Regions from separate parts of the Sus scrofa genome. Here regions 2, 3, 4, 5, 6 and 7 are each linked to region 1. The links are chromatin contacts, called in public HiChIP or PLAC-seq and promoter capture Hi-C maps. All regions are on one chromosome and are shown on one strand. The core of a region is the stretch at or near the end of the contact, and the rest is flanking DNA. Distances in the headings are between cores, read along the strand shown. Region 1 holds the start of SRGAP3 (SLIT-ROBO Rho GTPase-activating protein 3). Region 2 holds the start of PRRT3 (proline-rich transmembrane protein 3). Region 3 holds the start of RPUSD3 (RNA pseudouridylate synthase domain-containing protein 3). Region 4 holds the start of TADA3 (transcriptional adaptor 3). Region 5 holds the start of EMC3 (ER membrane protein complex subunit 3). Region 6 holds the start of RAD18 (RAD18, E3 ubiquitin protein ligase). Region 7 holds the start of JAGN1 (protein jagunal homolog 1).

Region 1 (2,700 bases), core at 87-2,586:
CGTACACCTGCTCAATCCCCTGCAGGACAACGCCCAAGAATCAGGTTAAGCCAGGGCAAAAGAATCCCGCCCATAATCGAGAAGGAGCAAACTGACATGGAGGCGATGACGAGATCGCGGGGGAGGGAGGGATTTTTCTAGGCCCAGGGCGGTCCTTAGGAAAAGGAGGCAGCAGAGAACTCCCATAAAGGTATTGCGGCACTCCCCTCCCCCTGCGGAGAAGGGTGCGGCCTTCTCTCCGCCTCCTCCACTGCAGCTCCCTCAGGATTGCAGCTCGCGCGGGTTTTTGGAGAACATGCGCCTCCCACCCACAAGCCAGCAGGACCGACCCCCCACTCCTTCCTCCACCCCCCACCCCCACGGGTCCGAGAGCAGGTAGAGAGCTAGTCTCGTCCTTCAGGCGGCGGACGCCCAGGGCGGAGCCGCAGTCACCACCACCCAGAAGCCTCGGCCCGGCAGCCCGCCCCCGCCTCCTGCGCGCGCTTCCTGCCACGTTGCGCAGGGGCGAGGGGCCAGACACTGCGGCGCTGGCCTCGGGGAGGGCCGTACCAAAGACCGCCTCCCTGCCGACTCGCGTAGTGGTTTCGCTCATTTGGGACCCAAGCCAATAACAAGGGGCCGTTCCCAGGACTTCAGCAGCCAATCAGATACCAAAGCCGAGCAGGCGGCGGGTAAACCGACTCCCCCGGAGGGGAGGGTGGCAGGACGCCCGCGCGGGAGCCACTTTCACTGACCCTCCCCTCCCCCCGCAGGAGGCCGACAGCGCCCGCCTGTGCAGCTCTCTCCACCCCACCTACCTACCCACCCAGGGGGCAATGCGAGAGTTCCTGGGAGGCTGCGCACTCCCGAGGCTGTAACTGACAGGAGCTTTACTCCAACCAAAACACGCCATTTGTGTTTTCACACACGGCGGGAGGAGAAGCGGCCAATCAGTGACAAGAGAAGAGCAGGAAGCGCTCCTCCCTCTGCGGGAGCAATGGCTCCGTCCGTATTCCAGGCTTTTCCGCTCCCTTCTCCCTCCCCCTCCGGTTGCCGCAGGGCGGGCCGCACTCCCGCCTGCCTCTCACCACCTCTTCCCCTTCCAGCGTAACAAACGATATGCTCCCGACTTCCCGCTAGGGAAGGCGACCCCCGCTACCGGTCAGACCACCTCAAGCACCCATCCCCCGCCAAACCGCCGGCCCTCCCCCAAACCAGAGTCCCGCTCCCCTACCTAGCCGAGGCTCTCTGAGGAGCCGGAGCCCCAGAGCACAGCCTCTTCTCTAGGCGGCCCCGGCGGCTTCCGCTGATTGGCGGGGAGCTGGCCAATGGGTGCGAGACGGTGGGCGGAGGGGCCAATGGCGCGGCGGGAGGGGGCGTGTCCCGGGTGCCCCTGGCGCCGGCGCTGGGAATCCCCGTGCGGTCAGTGGCGTTTCCGCTCGGGCAGCGGGCTGAGTGAGCTGCTGCCGCCGCCGCCGCCGCCGCCGCCGCCGCCGGGGGAGGGGCGGCCGCCGCCCGCCTGCGCTCAGAGACTCACGCAGCCCCAGTCCCGCCAGTCCGCCAACACAGTAGTGCCGGCCCCCCCCTCCTTCCCTGGCCCTCCCCCTCACCGCCTTTGGCTCGCTCCGCCTTTTTGCCCCCCACCCCCACCTCACGGGCACGGGCCATTCCCGGCCAGGAAACGCCGTGGCGCCGCGCTGGGCCTAACTCGAGTCCTGCTGCCTACCGGGAGTGCCGTGCGCCGCAGCCCGGGCCCAGGCCTGGGACAAGGTAAGGGTGCGACAGAAAAGAGAGACCTCCCCTCACCACCGGGCCCCGGGGGAGGGAAGGGTCACCTCCTCCGTCTCCTCGCGCTTGCTCTCGGGACGTGGGCCTGGCCCTCCCCCGGCTCTCAGCAGGAGGATGCTGCCCCTTCCCATCCCCCCTCGCCCCCCCACACCACTGTACCCCTCTTTCCCAGGCGGAGAGGCCCCCTCCTTAATCTAGTCGACCCCACTACCCTTTTCATGTCTTTCCTGGGTCAGGACGTTTCCCCTCCCCCCACGCCTCTTCACCCCTTTTCCTGTGAACTGCCTACTCCACGTTTACCTTTTACTTGAGAATAGGCCTCTCGCCGCCCTCCTCAAAATACACAGCACACTTTTTTTTCCCCTCCCCAAACCCCACCCCCACCCCCGTTCGCGCGGCCTTGTGACAACTCTGGTCGCTCTGGGGCCCTCGATCTCCCCCCTCCAAGAATGTTCCTGGACGCTTTTCCTCTCGTCCTAGGGTCCCTATTGCAGATGATTGCTTCCTTTCCCACACTAAAGACGTTGGGCTTCGCCACCCCCACCTCACATTCTTGGGCTCTCAGTGGCGTATGCCCCAGTATCTCTGAAATGGCCCCACTGAATTTGTAGGGTTCTAGCTTGGAGTTGAGCCAGATTGTGTCGTTTTCCCTGTCTTGGGCGTGGAGAGAGATCATTTGAGAATATCTTTAAAGGCAGAAAAATGTAGCCTCTATTAATTGCCTTTCCCTCTGCGTGGAAGCCAGGGATGCGAAGTGAATGGTGGTGAGAAAAAGCCCTGGTTTTTAAGTAGGTGAATCGCGTGACAGGGAAAGTTTAACTGTTGGGAAAGCCCCTTCTATGCTAATTTATTCTATAGAGCTCTTTGCTTGTCTCACTTCTTGGGAATAACTGGTCTTTCCCTTGGATATTGATGCTGCAGCCAGCTCTGCTG
Region 2 (2,700 bases), core at 199-2,698, 450 kb after region 1:
AGGAGAGGGGAGACTGCAGCTGTAGGGCCACTGCCTGGGTGTTTAGGGGCTTCCTCTCTGGGAAGCAGTTGTGCTCAGAGCTCCCTGGTTCCTAATCCTTGGTGGCTCACAGACACCTTGAGAAGCTGAGGAAAACCCCAGGAGCTCTCCCCAGGGAAATGCCTAGGTTCACTGAAGCTTGTGGGTAATTTCAGGGGGATCAAAGTCCCCTTAAACCCACCCCCAACTTGAGTTAATCTCTGCTTTGTTAGTTAATTCCTCAAACATTCTCCGAACCCGAACCCGTGCCCTGCTCCTGGCCCAGGTTAGGTGCTGGGGACCCAAGGAGAAGCCTCAGTCTCAGTGTCTGGATCGGGGTGAGCTGTGGGGAAGGACCCAAAGGCAACTAACATTGCACTGGTTAATAACAGTACTCTGTGTTGAGCTCTCCCCCACTCCACCTCCTGTGCTAAGCTCAGCTGCTTGTCCTCGATGTCATCCAGCCTTCCCAACACAAGCAGATGTGAGTAGACCCATTACATAGGGGAAGAAGCAAAGTTCAGAGAGGTTGAGCAACCAGCCCAAGGTCGCACAGGCTGCAAGTGGCAATAGGAGGGGCCGGGAAACAGCAGGGGCTCATTTTACACAGGCGGGTCCAAAAAGCTTTGCAGAGGAGGAGGCAGAGAGAGGAGCCGGCCTTGTATGAAAAGCGTATGCCATCTGCTCACCACCCCCATCCAAGAGATGTAGTCATCTCTGGACGAGGAGGGGGCTGCCCAGCCCTGGGTTCCAGCTGCTGCAGACATTTTTGGGGGGTGAGGGGGAGCCTGGTTCCTCCCTGCCTCTGGGCCTGGCGGGAGGCCGGCCTGGGGGCAGGGCGAGGGCCGCCGCAGGGCACCCGCTAGGAGCTGGTCCATCTCGGGTTACCTCTCCTTTTCCTCCATCTCCTTTCCCCTGGCTCCGCGCCTTCCCGCAGTGTCCCGGGTGGGGGTGGGCGCTGGTGCAGGCTCTGTCGCTCACGCTAGAGAGGGGGGCTGTAGGCCATGCTCCCCGCCGGAGCCCCGCCATCGCACCCTCCCTAGTCCAACTCCTCACCTGGGCGCCGAGCTGGCAGCCCCCGCGTTCACCTTGCGCGCGTCCCTGAAGCCGCTCGCCGCGCCGCATCCTCCGAGATGCTCAGACTTGGCTAACAGAGCCCGGCGCAGCCGATCGAGGAGCCCGCCCACAGGAGCGCCAGCCCCGCTTAACCCTTTCCCCTTAGGGGTGGATTCTTCTCCCAGTCTTGACCTCCCTTCTCTCTGAGATCCTCAGGGCTAAGAGAGGAACCGAGGTCACGTCCGATGGATGTGTAAATCACATCCGCTGGCACCTCTGAAAATGGAGCAGCCAATCTCTGTTTGCATACCTCCGGGGACGGGGAACTCACTTCCTTCGTATATCTAGCCCTATCTAGGGATACATACATACTACATTTTGGTGCACATGCACTAGCGTACCTATCAGATAATTTCCTACCTAAGGAGGCGTGGTTAGGTCTGCGGGTCTGCACGTTTTCAGGTCTGCTTGTCAAAATGCTCCAGGCCCCTCTTTGGATGCTATGAGGTCTAAATGTCCACCGTTAGATTAAACACATTAAGAGAAATCCACACAAGGCATACATGAGGTCATTAAATACGATATTGAACCTTTAATGGCATGGAGACATGCCTAGAGTAGGTTGTTGTCTATTTATTTAAACTTCAGCCATTTGAATTATGAAACTAATGTATGCTGATTGTCCCAATTCAAGCAACATAGAAATGTTCACAGAACATGTAAACTCTCACCCTTGGCCTCTTCAGCTTGGCCCCCCAGATATGCCCACTGTTAACACCATGCTCTTTGCTTTGCATCATATATATATATATATATATATATATATATATATATGCATTTTCTATAAAAATGGGATCATACTCTGCCTCTTATTCTAGAACTTTGTTGTGCCTTAAGCAGATATATGTTGGAAATATTTTGAAGGTTATACATCCTAGCTCCACCCTTTCTTTCAATTAGCTGCACAGTATGGCATGATATAGATGTGCCATCAGTTTCTCAAACATTCCCAGTATTCTCCTACTGATGAGTAATTTGGTGGTTGACAGCTTTTTTTTTTCCCCTCCTAAAAACAATACTGCAATAAGCATACTTACATACCGATACTCTAAATTCTCTCAGGTAATTATTTGTATGATCCCATTTTTATTAATATCTGTTTGCCTCTCTCTCTCTCTCTCTCTCTCTCTCTATATATATATATATATATATATATATATATCGTCCATCCCTAAATATTAGAAGGTAAACAATGGCTGATGCAATTTTTATCAATTTCACTTTTCTGCCTTTGTTTTTTTTTTTTTTTTCTTTGCCCTCACCCAAGGCATGTGGGAGTTCCTGGGCCAGGGATTGAACCCATGCCACGGCAGCAACCCAAGCCACTTCAGAGACAGCATGGGATCCTTAAACCACTGTGCCACAAGAGAACTCCCAAATTTTGCTTTTCTGTTTACCAGTGTTTTATACAACCACGTATTTCTTTTTTTTTTTTTTTTTTTTTTTGTCTTTTGTCTTTTTTGTTGTTGTTGTTGTTGTTGTTGCTATTTCTTGGGCCGCTCCCGCGGCATATGGAGGTTCCCAGGCTAGGGTTGAATCGGAGCTGTAGCCACCGGCCTACGCCAG
Region 3 (2,700 bases), core at 4-2,503, 370 kb after region 1:
GGCCAGGGATGGAACTCGCAACCTCACGGTTCCTAGTCAGAGTCCTTAACCACTGAGCCACGACGGGAACTTCCTGGTACTCTTATAACACCATTTTATTCATAGCACTGTTGACTAGTAAGTACCTGTTAATTTATTTCCTGGTTCATCAACTTCTCCCACTGAAATGTTGGCTCCCTAAGGGCATGAACCATATTTATCTTGTTCAGTACTATATAGCCATGTCTAGAACAGTGCCCAGAACATAGCCTATGTTCAATAAATAGTTGAGAAAATTAATAATAAATTACAGGAGACTGAGACTCAGGGAAATTATTTTCCTAAAGCCACACAACAAGCTGATTACAGAGCCGAGATATGATTTCAAAGCTTGTGTTTTGTCCATCAATAAAAACTTCATTACAGCAATTCCCATTGTGGAGTGCCTACTGTATGCAAGGTTCTCTACTTACACCCCCCACCCCCACCCCATACCCCTGTACCCATGATAGTGAGGCACTGAAGAGATTGTGTGGCTGGTCCTAACTCCAGTGGCTAGTGGGAATCAGAACCAGGATTTGACCCAGAAGCCTTTAGTAGGGAGCCCAGCCAGGTACCCGGAAGGCTAAGGTGAGAATTGCTCCCCTTCTTAATCTGTCTGCAGCCGTCCCTCCCACTCCTCACCTTTCTGGTCCACCACAGCCTCCCTCAGTACATCAACCAGCTCTTCCCGACTGAGATTCTCTGGCTGCAGCAGCCTCCGGAAAGGTTTGTCACCCAAGGAGCCCAACCGTTTGCTAGAACCTCGGGATTGCAGCTGATGCCTAGGAAAAGTAAGGTAAGCAACAGGAGAATCATAACTTCCCGAGGTGCCACCCATTCTTATTTCCAACATCTCTCTCCAAATCCTGCGGCTTCCCACAAATGCTTCCGAAAGCCTGAGTTGGGCATCCTGAAAATTCAGGTTCAACTAGCTGCATTTTACCCCGGGGAGAACTGAGGCTCAGAGAGGTCAATTGACTAACTTAGGGTCACACAGCAGGGCTAACTGCTGATCCCGCACACACCCTCATCTTGCCCCAACCTCCCTCCCGCATGAAACAGGAGGTGCGTAATCACCTGGCCTCGGTGCCAAAGCCTGCGGCCTTGGGCACTGCGCAGATCCCCAGACCCTGCCGACAGCCGCCCCAGACCTGGCCCCAGACACGGTAGCCACCCATCTCCGGTGTGAGGATAGTGCGCATGTGTCCGGAAGGGCTGCCCCGGCTCGCTCACAGCGCTCTGATTGGTCAGACTGATTGTCAATCGGAGTAGCGAGGGTCAGAGCGGCGACAAGAGGGAGCTTTGCCTTTGCTAGCAGAGGAAATGCCGAAATTCCTTTTTGTGCTTTGGGGGAAACGGTGGCACAGAGCAGAGGAGGATTTTACTCGAGGTCAGGGGTCCTGCCTTAGGACAAAGGCAGGACTAAAGGTAAAGGTTTTCTGATTACCCTTGTAATTCTTAAGAGTCGTCTTCTTTTTCCCACACCACAGCCACAGCAACACCAGATCCAAGCCGTGTCTGCAACCTACACCACAGCTCACGGCAATGTGGGATCCTTAACCCACTGAGCACAGCCAGGGATCAAACCTGCTTCCTCAGGATACTAGTCAGATTCATTTCTGCTGAGCCACTGGTGGGAACTCCCTTAGGAGTTTTCTGATTTAAAAAACAAAACCAAACAAAAAACCCAAACAAACAAAAATACCATTGTGCACGATCTTGCAAGGCAAATTGGAAAAAAAAACCCACATTCATTGGTCCAGTAACTTTGTTTTGAAGAACACAGCTAAGTGAATAATCCAAAAGGAAAAAAAGGCCAGAGGCTCAAAGAGGGTCACCACAGCATTATTTATTAAAGCGAAAACAGAACAAATAATCAAAGTGGAAACATAAATTGTCTTATGATTAGAACTGCCAGGGAAATAAATCTTATCATCACCAATTTCAACATTTTTTTTTTTTTTTTTGGTCTTTTTAGGGCTGCATCTGCGGCATATGGAGGATCCCAGACTAGGGGTCCAATAGGCACTGTAGCTGCTGGCCTACACCACAGCTCAGGGCAATGTCTCCTTAACCTACTGAGGGAGGCCAGGGATTGAACCTGCATCCTCATGGCAACTCCCGAATTTCAGCATTTTTTTAATGTTAACTTTGTGCTAGGCCTTGACATCTGTGAACCAGAAAGAGATTTTTAAGACTCAGCCCCACCCACAAGAAGTTCACCTTTAAAATAACAGCATCACAACCCACCTTGCGGAAACCCTGTGGAGATGCTGAGAGAGAGAGAGAGAAGAGTGAGGAGCCCATTGGAATTGAAGAAAGTACGGGAGTTGTGAGTGACGAGCTGTAAAGAAGTAATAGAAGATTCACCAGGAGGGAAAGGTATGGGGAGGAGGAGAGGGAGGGGGCAACCAGAGAAATAAGACATTAAATGCAATAAACCAAAGAGGAATTCCCGAGGTGGCACAACAGGATCCACACCCAGCACAGGGGGTTAAGGATCCTACATTGCCGAGGGTTCGGCTCAAATCTGATCCCTGGCCTCCCGGGAACTCCTTTTGCCACAGAGCAGCCAAAAATGGGGCGTGGGTGGGGGAGGCAAAGAATTGGGTTCCATCCGGTAGTTATAGCAATAGAAAAGTTATTTTCTATTACTTGTTTGCTAAGAGCACTGTAACT
Region 4 (2,700 bases), core at 32-2,531, 320 kb after region 1:
GGCTGGCAGAGGAAAGCAAGGTCTCAAGCTCCAGCTGCAGAGTGTCCAGCTCCTCAATACCGATGCCATCATCCTCAGAGCGGGCCAACACTGCTGTGTAGCGGGGACAGACTTTCAGGTGGTCCACAGACTTGAAGTCATGGAACTGCAAGGGGCAGTCCTTCAGCTCACTCATGGCCCAGGATAGGGGACCCTGTGGAGCTGGAGAGAACGGACCACTGATGGGGGGACAAGTGGCACAAGAAAAGACCAAGAGCTCCTTCTATTCAGACAGCCTCAAGAAGAAAGCCAGGCTTCAGTATCCTACTAAGGCTGAAGTCACAGTTCCTATTTGTAAAGCACCTACTGTGCACCAAGCTAGATGCAGACATTTTACTGGCTTCTCATTAAATTCCTCACATAACCCCGTGACTCATGGTGATCTCCATTTTACGGATGAGAAAACTGAGACTGTTAGAGTGGGTACATGTTCATGCTTATCAACACGCAATCTGAATTCAGGTAGTTTTAAGTCTGTGCCTCTAACCACAGTTATACTGTGCCTGTCCTTCTGATGCTCTTCCCTTCAGCTCCACTCTTCCAGAGTTCTGCTAAACTCCAGAATTCCAAGTATTCCATACTTACGTTAACGTTCTTTGTGCCTCCCAGCCTCTCCTAGTTTCACCCTCCCCACCTTTTCCCTATTTGCCCCAGATAGTAAGGAATGTGAACTGCTAAACTAGATACATCAGGATTCAAGCTCTGGCTTGACCAGCCTCTATTTATATAGCCCTGAACATGTTAATTATCTCTCGAGTCTCAGTTTTTCTATCCGTAAAATGGGACAAAAGACACCTGAGCTTGTTTCCCCATAAGAAGTTTGAATCTATAAAACGGGGATAGTAATAGTACCTACCTCCCTGGGATGATCTGAGGATTAAAAGATGATGCCCGTCAAGAGCCCAGTTCAGTGCCTGGCACAGAAAAAGTGGGACTGGTTAATGACTGGCCCCACCCATGGATAGCCCCAGTGTCCCGCCTTCTGGGTCCCAGACCTTTACCGCGGACACCCTACCGCGGCCCCCGCCCCCTCTACCTCCTCCTAGCCGCCTCCTACTGCCCCCGGGCCGCGGGTGGGGGCGGGGAGTTCCGGTCGGTGAGAGCTACCGCCCCGGAACTGACTAGGGGCTGGCCCCCAGCAGTGCACGCGGGGGCGGAAAGACGCGAGGACCAGCCCCTGGGTCTTTCGAGGGTGGGAGTTTGCCGGCAGCGAGTGAGCCCGCTGCTAGTGGGGTGGAGAGAATAAGCCTCGGGCGTACCCTCGGGAACAGCCCGGCGCCTGGGGGCGGGGCTCGGCGGCCGGGTTCTCCGCTTGGCAGTTAGTCCCGCTGAGCCCCGAGGGCTGCAGGTAGGAGGGGCCCGGAGAAAGGATGGGGGCACAGAACCGGAAGGATCGAAGAGCTCCCCCGGCTCGCCTTGTCCTAATATGGTGCCCAACCTGAGGCTGGGCTGCACCACTGCATGGCTGTGAGGGAAGATGGCAGCAAAGACGACAAGAAGGCCAAAGTCACAAGCGAGAGCCTCACCGATGACGGGAGAAGCTTGAGTAGTGATTTCAAACTTCAGGAATCTAAAACTACCACGGCAGTCCTAGCGGGAAAACTTCCGAAGTGCCAAGTGTTTTTAGCTTCTCCCTCCCCCGCTCGGGACATAGATGGTACAGTCCGGACGTCCGGGCGGAGACTGCGGCTGCGCTTCTCGCGAAAGGGCAGGCGTCGCGGGGCTGGCCACTTCCGTACTTCCGCTTTCCGGCCCAGCCAGCGCCCGCGATGGTGAGAGAGAGCCGGGACCCGGGCCAGGGACCCCCACTGTTCTGTCCTCAGGCTCTGGGTTTGGGGGAGATGCGGCTTTGCAGCGGAGAGGCGCTGAGCCGTGGGGTGCTGGGGGTGCGGGGGCACCATGAGGTTGGGAGGAGGGAGGGGCGGGGGCCGAAGTGAGAAAGGAGCGAGCGGGGGACGCCCTCCTAAGAAGCAGGCCTTTCGGCTTCATAGTCTGGGTTTTGAAGCAGGTGGGAGATACTGAATCAGAGAGGAAGCTGGGAGTGGGTGCTCCTAGGTATGGTAGCACGTCGGAGGCACGTAGTAGGCCCCGTAGCCCTTAGTAGGGCCGCTGAGGCTTGTAATAGGGCCACCTCCCCAACCAGTGCAGACCTTCACTAAATATGCACCCCCCTCTTGCCCTCTTGACCCCATGGTTCTCTGAGGGAGAGCGTTCTCTGTGGAACTTCCTTATCCCAGTCTTCATGTTGCCCCAGCTGTGCTTCTACCTCCCAGACCGCTTCCTGGTCGGAACTCAACCGTATCAGTCTTACTATAGAATGTAAGCTCTGATACTGCTGATTCCTTCCTCCTTGGAAATCCTCTCATTTGATAACTGGCTGTTCATAGCAATTTAGACTCACTAGCTTCCTCTTTACACTCTCCCTGGTGGTGCTACCTATTTAACATACAGGTCTTCATGACCGTCTGCATTCTGGTAACTCCTAAATCTGCTGGTCTAGCCCTCTTTCATGGTTCACCTGGAAGTGTTGAAGACACCTTGAAATTAGACTTCCAGGCCGTAACTCCTCTTTCCCTAAACTTGCTTGTCCTCTTGTGTTTGTCTTCTGGCTTTGTGTTTTCATAACCTCAGTTAGAAACCTGGGATATTCTAATTGAAGCC
Region 5 (2,700 bases), core at 21-2,520, 480 kb after region 1:
GTTTTTGTCTTATTTACCAAGCAGTTGTACTACTAAAAACTTAATATTTTTTTATATATCAACTTTTCCTACTTATATAAGTTTTAGAAGTCTTTCAATTACCAGCAACATGGCTTAACACCAGTATTGTTTGCCACACATAGAAAATAAATGTTAACATAACTGCAATAAAAACAAAAGAACATTATTAACTTTCAGCTAGATATTGTTACCTGGGCAAAGTTCTGAACCTAAGGCTTGCTCTTTGTTAAAATGTGATTAATATGTGATAGGAAAGTGTTAAAGACATGGTAGCATTCGCCTGAGTTGGTCTCAAAATAATCAGAACGATTAACTGAAAAATTTTTTAATTTGATATGGAGTGGACACATGTCTGGATATCACCTAAATTCTCTCAAATTACTTCTTGACACAGGTAGATACAGTCATGAAGCACATGAGGAAGATGTTGTCTCCACTCCAGGAAGGGAAATGATTAATTACATCTCCTCACATCTCTATGACAGTTTTACATTTGCAAAGCACTTGGAAAGCTGACCACCACAGTAGTTTGGTAAAAGAAGTATAATCACACCTATCTTTTTGATTAAGAGTTCATAGATAAGACCACCGAGGGTTGGCCACTAGCCTAATAATATTAAGAGCAACATTTTATTGAACAACTACCATGCCCCAAGTCTATGATAAAGTCTCCATAGACATCATCTAAAATTTAATCCCCACGCCTGCTCTATGGGGCATGTCCTGTTATCATCCTCTTTTTGCAGATGAGGAAAGTGAAACACACAGCCAAAGAACACTGAGGTAGTGGGGGGGGGCGATGAGAAACCCCGGCAAACTAACATAACCCCTACATTTTCTTGCCCAAGGTCATAGGAGAGTAGGATCGCCGGAGAAGGGAGGGCGCTAACCTGTCAGAGACTTGTTCCTGGGTGAGCTTCTTGTCGCTCTGCAGCAGGATGGACACGTAGTGACGGATCATGCCCACGAAGAAGGTGATAATAACGATTGGCAGGACCACCCAGAGGCGGATGTTGGAGTCGAGCAGTAGCTCAGGCCCCGCCATCTTCACAGAGCGCCGGCGGCCTGCGGGTGTAGCCGGGTTTCTTTTTCCCGGGGCGCGGGGTTTCTCGTCGAGTTAGTCTCCGGGCCTTCTCACTCCCCTTAACCAGCTTGGCGGGGGACCCACCACGGTAGCCTCGGCCCTCACTCCCTTCCCCCAGGCCGGGCCACTGGCCCGCCCACTTCCGGCGCGGAAGTTTGACGTAACGGCCAGGCGCGCTCCGGTGGCGTTGGCGTGGCGGCGTGCGGGGCGGGAAAGTCGAAGCCTAGGGCGGTGACTTCTTGGCGGGTAAGTGGAGCAGCGGTCATTGTCCCTCGAGGTCCCTTGCCCTGTGGTCTGGTCCCAAGGCCCCCGCCGAGCGCGGCTTTTCCCTCTGAGGCTTCGAGCCCCAAACCTGAGCTTCCTTTGTCGCGTGCCAGTACCCACCCCCCACCCCCAGATACCTTGCTGCGTCGTTAAAATGACGAAATAAGGAGGGATTTACCGAATTGGTCCGGGCAGCCCGCCCTATCTCCTCGGCTTTCAGACTTTTCTGGAAGCGTGATGGGTTAGCACGTGTTAAAGATGTGTGCGCAGAAATCAGACGGCCTGACTTACTTTAGTTTTTCCGTCTGCAGAATGGCTGGTAGTGTTTATAAGTAGTAAACGAGGCCACGGATAAAGAATACGCTTAGCATGGTGCTTGGTATGTAGCGGATATTAACTTTTATTGGAAGCCATTATTATAATCAAGAGTACGTGTAGTTGGTAGTTAAGAGTCAAATTCTGGAGCCGGATTGCTAAATTGGAACCCCAGCTCTGCCACTCAATGTGAGAATAATAATGGTATCTACTTCAAAATGTTTTATGGCGTTCCCGTCGTGGCGCAGTGGTTAACGAATCCGACTAGGAACCATGAGGTGGCGGGTTCGGTCCCTGCCCTTGCTCAGTGGGTTAAGGATCCGGCGTTGCCGGTGAGCTGTGGTGTAGGTTGCAGACGCGGCTCGGATCCTGCGTTGCCGTGGCTCTGGCGTAGGCTAGGGGCTACAGCTCCGATTTGACCCCTAGCCTGGGAACCTCCATATGCCGCGGAAGCGGCCCAAAGAAATGGCAAAAAGACCAAAAAAAAAAAAAAAAAAAAGTTTTATGAGGAATAAATGAAGTATTAAACATAAAGCACTTAAAATAGTTTTTGCTAGCTGTTAGTAGTTACCTTCCTGCCAGCCATTCTCCTTTAGCAAATATTCTTGGAAGTTTTTAATGCCAGGTGCTGTGCTGGGGTCAAGGGATACCGAGATAAGTGACACTAGGTTCTTGCTCTCAAAGAGCCTGGCGGTAAGGGCTCCCACACATCTCTGTGGATCAGGGAAGCTGGAGTGGTAAACTCCCTGGGAATAGGAGGAACACTCTTCAAGGAAGATGGCTTTTGACTGAGTCTTTAAGGAGGTGGAGTAATTTACAGGCAGATAAGAGCATTTCAGTTGGAAAGAACACCTTATCCAAAAACACTGAGACAGGAAGGTTCTGGTTTGCAAAATAGAGTAGTAGTCCCTGTGGTTCAGACCCTCCTCTACCTCTGCAGGCTCATTTCTGACTCTACATTCTCCTTCCTGTTTCTCTGTTGAGTTTTTCTCTGCCTGGACCACTCTTCTCATACC
Region 6 (2,700 bases), core at 25-2,524, 400 kb before region 1:
CAGTTAAATATGAAGCAGAGAGCAAATTTAATCCAGAACCACTGGAACTCAAATCTGTGTTCTTCTCCACTGCACCACTGCGTCTTGGTGCCAAAGCCACCACAACTTTAAAACCACAGCTTTCCTAGATCCTTCCATGATGTCAGCTTTTCACCATAGGGCTATCTCAAGTCCCCAAGCAATAGAGATGACACTGGTGGCAGCAGGTAGAACATGGCCTTATACCTCCTTTAACCTCCCCCACGTTCCTTCACTTAATCCCTAGAGTCAGCCTTATGAGTCAGTGGAACAGACACCACAATCCTCAAATTTACCAAACTAAGGAACAGAAGAAGGTGATCCTGCTCACAATCGCAAAGAGAAACACAGAACAAGGAGAAAAACCAAGCAACTGATTGTAGCTAGCACAGCATAGTGTATTTGCTCTTAACCAAACATAGGAGAATCCAGAACTCACCACTATGGTAAATGGAAACTGGAATGCCTCGCCAAAAACAAAGTAGCCGCAAAAATCAGTGTTCTTTCAGTAAAATACTGCAATGAGATCAAAGGCTAGTGCTGGGCCCCAGTCCTGATTTCTTTGTTTAAAAGAGAGAGATGCACAACTATTAGGAGTCAGGACACATCAGAGAGGAATTAAGACAAATTAGCACTAGGCTTCTTGAAGGTAACTGGAAGAAATTAAAGAGAAATGTAAAGGAGACTACCTGCCTTGCTAAGCGATCAAGAGTTATCTGATGCAGGATTCACCCCAAATCACATACGGTGTCAGATTCTCAACTAAAGAACTGGGAGAGTTTACATAATGCATGGCACGTAGTAAGCCCTAAGAATTAGGTGTCACTGTTGTTTCCATTGTTTGGAGTAACTGCTTCCCTCCAGTTCTCTGTTACTGTTGTGGCTGACTCGGAGAATGATCGGTTCCATACGAAGGCCAACCTTGGATCACCATAATGGACCAAGGCTTATCCCCGGCACCTCCCAGGGGAGGAAACTGAAGTCCAAAGCCAAGCGGTTGGCAAGTGGCAGCGAAGAGCCAGGTACCCTGGCCCAGCTCGCCACTGGCGCCTCATCCTTTCTCCTCCTTAAGCCGGGGCTGGCCTCCTGCGGACGCCGGGCGCCCCCAACCCCCCCGAAACACTCACCTTCATGACTGCCAGCCCCGGAGGCCACCGTTGTTCGACCAAGGAGTCCATGGTCTCCCCTAAAAAAGCGGGGGGTATCCGCTACCCACTGGTCTCCAGTGCCCCACTGCCACTCGAAATTCCCCGCGCTACTGAGGTACGTCAGCATTTCGCGACGCGCCTGACACGCGAGCGGTGCCTGTTGGGAGTTGTAGTACGTGGGCGGAGCGCAGCCAAAGGTGCTCTCATTGCGCACGCGCGGGGTTTCCTCTTCGCCTCTCCACGACATCCGGTTTTGTACAGACACTTAATAAATAAATGCCTGTTGAATGTTGGGAAAAGATAGCCTGGCATCAAACGAAATCCAGGCCTTGCTAAACATTTCAAAGTCTAGGCTCACGCCCCCTCTTTCCAGTCACCTTCTCTGATTGCTATGACGATCTGTCCCTGCTGTGAGCCAGGGTTTTCAAATCCATTATTTCATCTCACCGCATCACAATACTAAGAGGTAAACATTATCGTTAGCTTTCACAAAAGTTCGCTTTGGCCCCCAAAAGTGAATAGTTTCCTTGAGTCACACGGTGTCTTTGACCAGACTACAAATAGGGCCTCTGGACTTTAAATAAGAGCTCTTTCATCAACTAGGATGGTTAACTATCTTAACTTTGGAGTGTAGCCTTCCAGGTAGTTCCTGTGCAGATACATAATTACAGTTTTTTTCCACGAATATTATTGTGGTAAATCATACTTTTGTCAATTTGAATTTTTCGGTTAACTTAGATTCCTCCTGAAACGGCTCCGTTTTATGGATTTATCTCATTCTTTTTAATAGCTACATTGTCCATCATACAGATTACTGAAATTTATGTATCCACTCCCATACTGAGGACACTTTACATTATTTCCAGTTTTTCGATATTGCAAAGAGTTGAAGTGAACATACTTACTATCTATGAAAATCTTGGCATATTTGAGCCAGAATATCTAGGGGATTTCTAGTAGATGGAATTACTAGGTTAATTTGTGTGCTGTTTTATCACTGTTATAGCTAGACTTTTCCAAAAAGGCTGTACCAGTATATTTAAACACTCACCAATCGAGTATGAGTGTCCATTACCCAAACATGAAGCACTGATCAGCACACTATCCAGTCTGTCTGTTCAACTCAGCACTGATCCCCTGCCTGATGTGGGCCTCCATCACATTAGGTTTCATGGGCAGCAAATCAGCACAGTTACATTGTTCAGGGAAGACCTCTGCGGCTTGTCACTGGCACCCCCACATAGTCCATGTACTCACTCCTTCAACAAATCTTTTTTTTTTTTTAAGTACTTACCATTGACCAGTCAGAGCTTCCCTGTAAAGTAGGCAGAAGTGAGATTGTTATTGCCATTTTACAGATGAAGACATGGAGGCTCAGAGAGGTTAATGCTTCACTCTTTCAGACTCTCTTCATAAGGAACTTCTGACCCATGAGGCAGAGATGTTTTCAATTGATTTTTCCTAACCTGTGCCCAAATCTCATTGGACAATAATAATATTAACGGCATTTGGACACAGAACTTTAACATCCATT
Region 7 (2,700 bases), core at 109-2,608, 390 kb after region 1:
TTGGGACCCCTCCCGTGGACATTCATGCTCAAACATTTATTGAGCATCCACTGTGCTTAAGAGTCTCATGATAAGCCAGTGATGACTCAGAAGCAGTCTGGCCCTGACGAACATCATGGAAATCACACACAGAAAAGACAGAGATAAGTACAAGCTAAAGCCAGAGAGTGTCTGTGGTAGGATTGGGGAGTGTCGAGGATGGTTCTGTCAACCTGAGGATTCTTCACAGTGCTTAGGAGAAGAGGATGGTTTGGGCTCACTTGGAATGTATATATCCAGCAATCATGTTGAGCTTTTACCCTGTGCCAGACACATGGGCTAGTAACTTGGTTCTTACACCTCTCTTTGAGGAGCTCAGATGTCTGAGCATGATCATCAAATGCCAAATGCATAAAATCATTTGAGATACCTTGGAGTAGAGAAGGACTCTAGTTATGAATAAAAATTGAGAAGCCAAAAAGAAAAGACTGTATATTCAACCACATTTAAAAAACTTTTCTGGGAGTTCCCACTGTGGCACAGTGGGTTAAATATCCAATGCTGTCTCTGAGGTGGCTCAGGTTGGATCCCTGCCCAGTGCAGTGGGTTAAGGATCTGGTGTTGCCGCAGCTGTGTGTAGGGGTATTCAATCCCTAGCCTGAGTGCAGCCATTTAAAACAAAAACAAACAAGACCAGCAATGCAGTACACAAACAACAAAGAATATGGGAGTTCCCATCATGCACAGCGGAAACAAATCCAACTAGGAACATGAGGTTGCAGGTTCCATCCCTGGCCTCACTCAGTGGGTTAAGGATCTGGCGTTGCCATAAACTGTGGTGTACGCCAGTGGCTACAGCTCTGATTTGACTCCTAGCCTGGGAACCTCCATAAGCCACAGGTTCGCTCTAAAAGACAAAAGACAAAACAAAGAATAGGAACATAGTTCAGGGAAAGGAAATCTAAATGACTCAAAACACATGGAAAAATGGTTTAGTTTTTCGGGTAACAATTTTGAAATGTTCTTATTTGTGTTTTATTGTGGTAAAATGCACATAACATAAAAGTAACAATTTTTGTCTTTTTAGGGCTGCACCCACAGCATATGGAGGGTCCCATGCTAGAGGTCGAATCCAAGCTGTAGCTGCTGGCCTACTCCACAGCCACAGCCACATCCATGCTGGATCCAAGCTGTGTATACAACCTACTCTTCAACTCACAGCAACACCAGATCCTTAACCCACTGAACAAGGCCAGGGGTCAAACCTACTTCCTCATGGATGCTAGTCAGATTTGTTTCTGCTGAGCCACAATGGGAACTTCTAAAAGTAATCATTTTTAAGTGTACAGTTTACTGGCATTAAGTATATTCACACTGTTGTGCAACCCTTACCACACTGATCTCCAGAACTTTTTCATCTCCTTTTCATCTCTGTACCCACTGAACAAGTCTCCATTCCTTCTTTCCTCTAGCCCTGCAGCCACTGCCCTGCTTTCTACTTCTACCTAATTTCTTTTTCTCATGGCCTTGACATTTTAAAGAAAGCACAGTCCAGTTATTTTGCAGAATGTCTTTCAATTTGAGTTTATCTGTCATCTCTTCATGATAGATTCAGGCTGAGTATTTTGGGCATGCACATCACAAAAGTGATGCTGTGTCCTCAGCTTTATCAGGAGGCAGAAAGATTCAGTTTGTCTCACTTCCGGTCAAGTTAATTTGCTTACTTAGTTAAGGGGATGCATGCCAGGTTTCTCCTGTGCCTTCTCCCGATATCTCCTGTGAAGTTACCGTTTCCTCTTTGCAATGATTAAGTAATCTGTGGGGAGATACTTTAAGACAGGATGGAAGATGTATGCTCTTGAGAAAGTCACATATCTTTTCCAGGAATAAGTTTCCCCAATCTGTGAAGTGGGGACTGAGACATCTTAAACTTGAGTGAGAGTTTAAGAAGTGAAAGTGCTGGAGAGGCTGGAGAATCAGCAAGACCTTGGCAAAAATATACATGTGCTGTGAATTAATATTCTGCACGGGGCAAAGTGCGGGGAGAGACTGCTGGGGCGGGGCCGAGAGCGCGCGCGTGCGTACGTGTTCTCCTGCGCGTGCGCTTGCACAGGGGAATGACCACAGAGTCGGTCCTCCAGGGACAGACAGGCCGGAAGTTGTCCTCGCGAAACCCCAGGCTCTTGGGTTGGCTGAGCTGAGGTGGCGCGAACGGCGTCCGTGGGCCGCTTGGCGTGGTAGTCGTGACAGCGGGTCGGTGTGACGGGCTCCTGGGTTCTGGGTGGGGACAATGGCGTCTCGGGCAGGCCCGCGAGCGGCTGGCACCGACGGCAGCGACTTTCAGCACCGGGAGCGCGTCGCCATGCACTACCAGATGAGGTATGAAGTGAGGCTAGATCTGCGGGCCAGGCCTCAGGATCTTGCTTCCCAGGCAGCCCCCGCGCACCTGCCAAGTCCCTCCTTCTAGGACAACCCGGAACCGGTCCCCAATCTCGAGAAGCCCCCTTGCTCCTCTGAGCTCCACCTTTGATCCCCCTGTGCCTCGAGGGGTCCGGCCCGCTCCACTGCGATGCTGGCCTGGCTCTCCGCCCTCGGGAACAGAATTTCTAATTGAGCCTCAGTTTTCTCATCTGGCAAGGGAAATTTAATCTGCCATTTTGATATTGGTGAATTAATGAGGCAACAATTAGCGTAAAGGACGTAGCATAACAGCCCGTAAGT

The links. Promoter capture Hi-C pulls out the DNA fragments that hold promoters and counts their contacts. HiChIP or PLAC-seq counts read pairs in DNA pulled down with a chosen protein or histone mark.
Region 2: a promoter capture Hi-C map of fetal skeletal muscle shows a contact between it and region 1, with 4 times the contacts expected there. The contact joins the promoter of PRRT3 here to the promoter of SRGAP3 in region 1. A contact is called at or near these places in 1 of 5 promoter capture datasets (fetal skeletal muscle) and 2 of 2 datasets of contacts at active chromatin or transcription factors (alveolar macrophages and skeletal muscle).
Region 3: an H3K27ac HiChIP or PLAC-seq map of alveolar macrophages shows a contact between it and region 1. The contact joins the promoter of RPUSD3 here to the promoter of SRGAP3 in region 1. A contact is called at or near these places in 1 of 5 promoter capture datasets (fetal liver), 1 of 47 Hi-C or Micro-C datasets (liver) and 1 of 2 datasets of contacts at active chromatin or transcription factors (alveolar macrophages).
Region 4: a promoter capture Hi-C map of liver shows a contact between it and region 1, with 4 times the contacts expected there. The contact joins the promoter of TADA3 here to the promoter of SRGAP3 in region 1. A contact is called at or near these places in 1 of 5 promoter capture datasets (liver), 1 of 47 Hi-C or Micro-C datasets (liver) and 2 of 2 datasets of contacts at active chromatin or transcription factors (alveolar macrophages and skeletal muscle).
Region 5: a promoter capture Hi-C map of liver shows a contact between it and region 1, with 2.7 times the contacts expected there. The contact joins the promoter of EMC3 here to the promoter of SRGAP3 in region 1. A contact is called at or near these places in 2 of 5 promoter capture datasets (fetal liver and liver), 2 of 47 Hi-C or Micro-C datasets (alveolar macrophages and heart right ventricle) and 1 of 2 datasets of contacts at active chromatin or transcription factors (alveolar macrophages).
Region 6: a promoter capture Hi-C map of liver shows a contact between it and region 1, with 5 times the contacts expected there. The contact joins the promoter of RAD18 here to the promoter of SRGAP3 in region 1. A contact is called at or near these places in 2 of 5 promoter capture datasets (fetal skeletal muscle and liver) and 1 of 47 Hi-C or Micro-C datasets (epiblast stem cells).
Region 7: a contact with region 1 is called in an H3K27ac HiChIP or PLAC-seq map of alveolar macrophages. The contact joins the promoter of JAGN1 here to the promoter of SRGAP3 in region 1. A contact is called at or near these places in 2 of 5 promoter capture datasets (fetal liver and liver) and 1 of 2 datasets of contacts at active chromatin or transcription factors (alveolar macrophages).

What each region holds. Positions count from the first base shown.
Region 1 is chr13:65,758,556-65,761,255 of Sscrofa11.1, forward strand. It overlaps SRGAP3 (SLIT-ROBO Rho GTPase-activating protein 3), which reads right to left and starts at 1,337. Exons shown (of 25, transcript XM_021071097.1): 1 at 1,214-1,337. SETD5 (SET domain-containing protein 5) reads left to right here and starts at 1,418. Exons shown (of 25, transcript XM_013981946.2): 1 at 1,418-1,749.
Region 2 is chr13:66,210,147-66,212,846 of Sscrofa11.1, forward strand. It overlaps PRRT3 (proline-rich transmembrane protein 3), which reads right to left and starts at 1,449. Exons shown (of 4, transcript XM_021069316.1): 1 at 907-1,449. The region is part of intron 2 of LOC106505670 (a long non-coding RNA gene); the gene reads left to right.
Region 3 is chr13:66,132,521-66,135,220 of Sscrofa11.1, forward strand. RPUSD3 (RNA pseudouridylate synthase domain-containing protein 3) reads right to left here and starts at 1,254. Exons shown (of 9, transcript XM_013981960.2): 1 at 1,099-1,254; 2 at 664-803. The coding sequence starts at 1,223. LOC106505669 (a long non-coding RNA gene) reads left to right here and starts at 1,290. Exons shown (of 3, transcript XR_002337652.1): 1 at 1,290-1,449; 2 at 2,182-2,403.
Region 4 is chr13:66,078,691-66,081,390 of Sscrofa11.1, forward strand. It overlaps TADA3 (transcriptional adaptor 3), which reads right to left and starts at 1,282. Exons shown (of 10, transcript NM_001206536.1): 1 at 1,076-1,282; 2 at 896-953; 3 at 1-201. The coding sequence starts at 175. ARPC4 (actin related protein 2/3 complex subunit 4) reads left to right here. Exons shown (of 7, transcript NM_001206535.1): 2 at 1,747-1,811. The coding sequence starts at 1,809.
Region 5 is chr13:66,240,693-66,243,392 of Sscrofa11.1, forward strand. It overlaps EMC3 (ER membrane protein complex subunit 3), which reads right to left and starts at 1,271. Exons shown (of 8, transcript XM_003358517.4): 1 at 912-1,271. The coding sequence starts at 1,066. FANCD2 (Fanconi anemia group D2 protein) reads left to right here and starts at 1,259. Exons shown (of 44, transcript XM_021069313.1): 1 at 1,259-1,351.
Region 6 is chr13:65,357,868-65,360,567 of Sscrofa11.1, forward strand. RAD18 (RAD18, E3 ubiquitin protein ligase) reads right to left here and starts at 1,275. Exons shown (of 14, transcript NM_001142833.1): 1 at 1,146-1,275. The coding sequence starts at 1,196.
Region 7 is chr13:66,153,497-66,156,196 of Sscrofa11.1, forward strand. JAGN1 (protein jagunal homolog 1) reads left to right here and starts at 1,359. Exons shown (of 8, transcript XM_021069312.1): 1 at 1,359-2,358. The coding sequence starts at 2,270.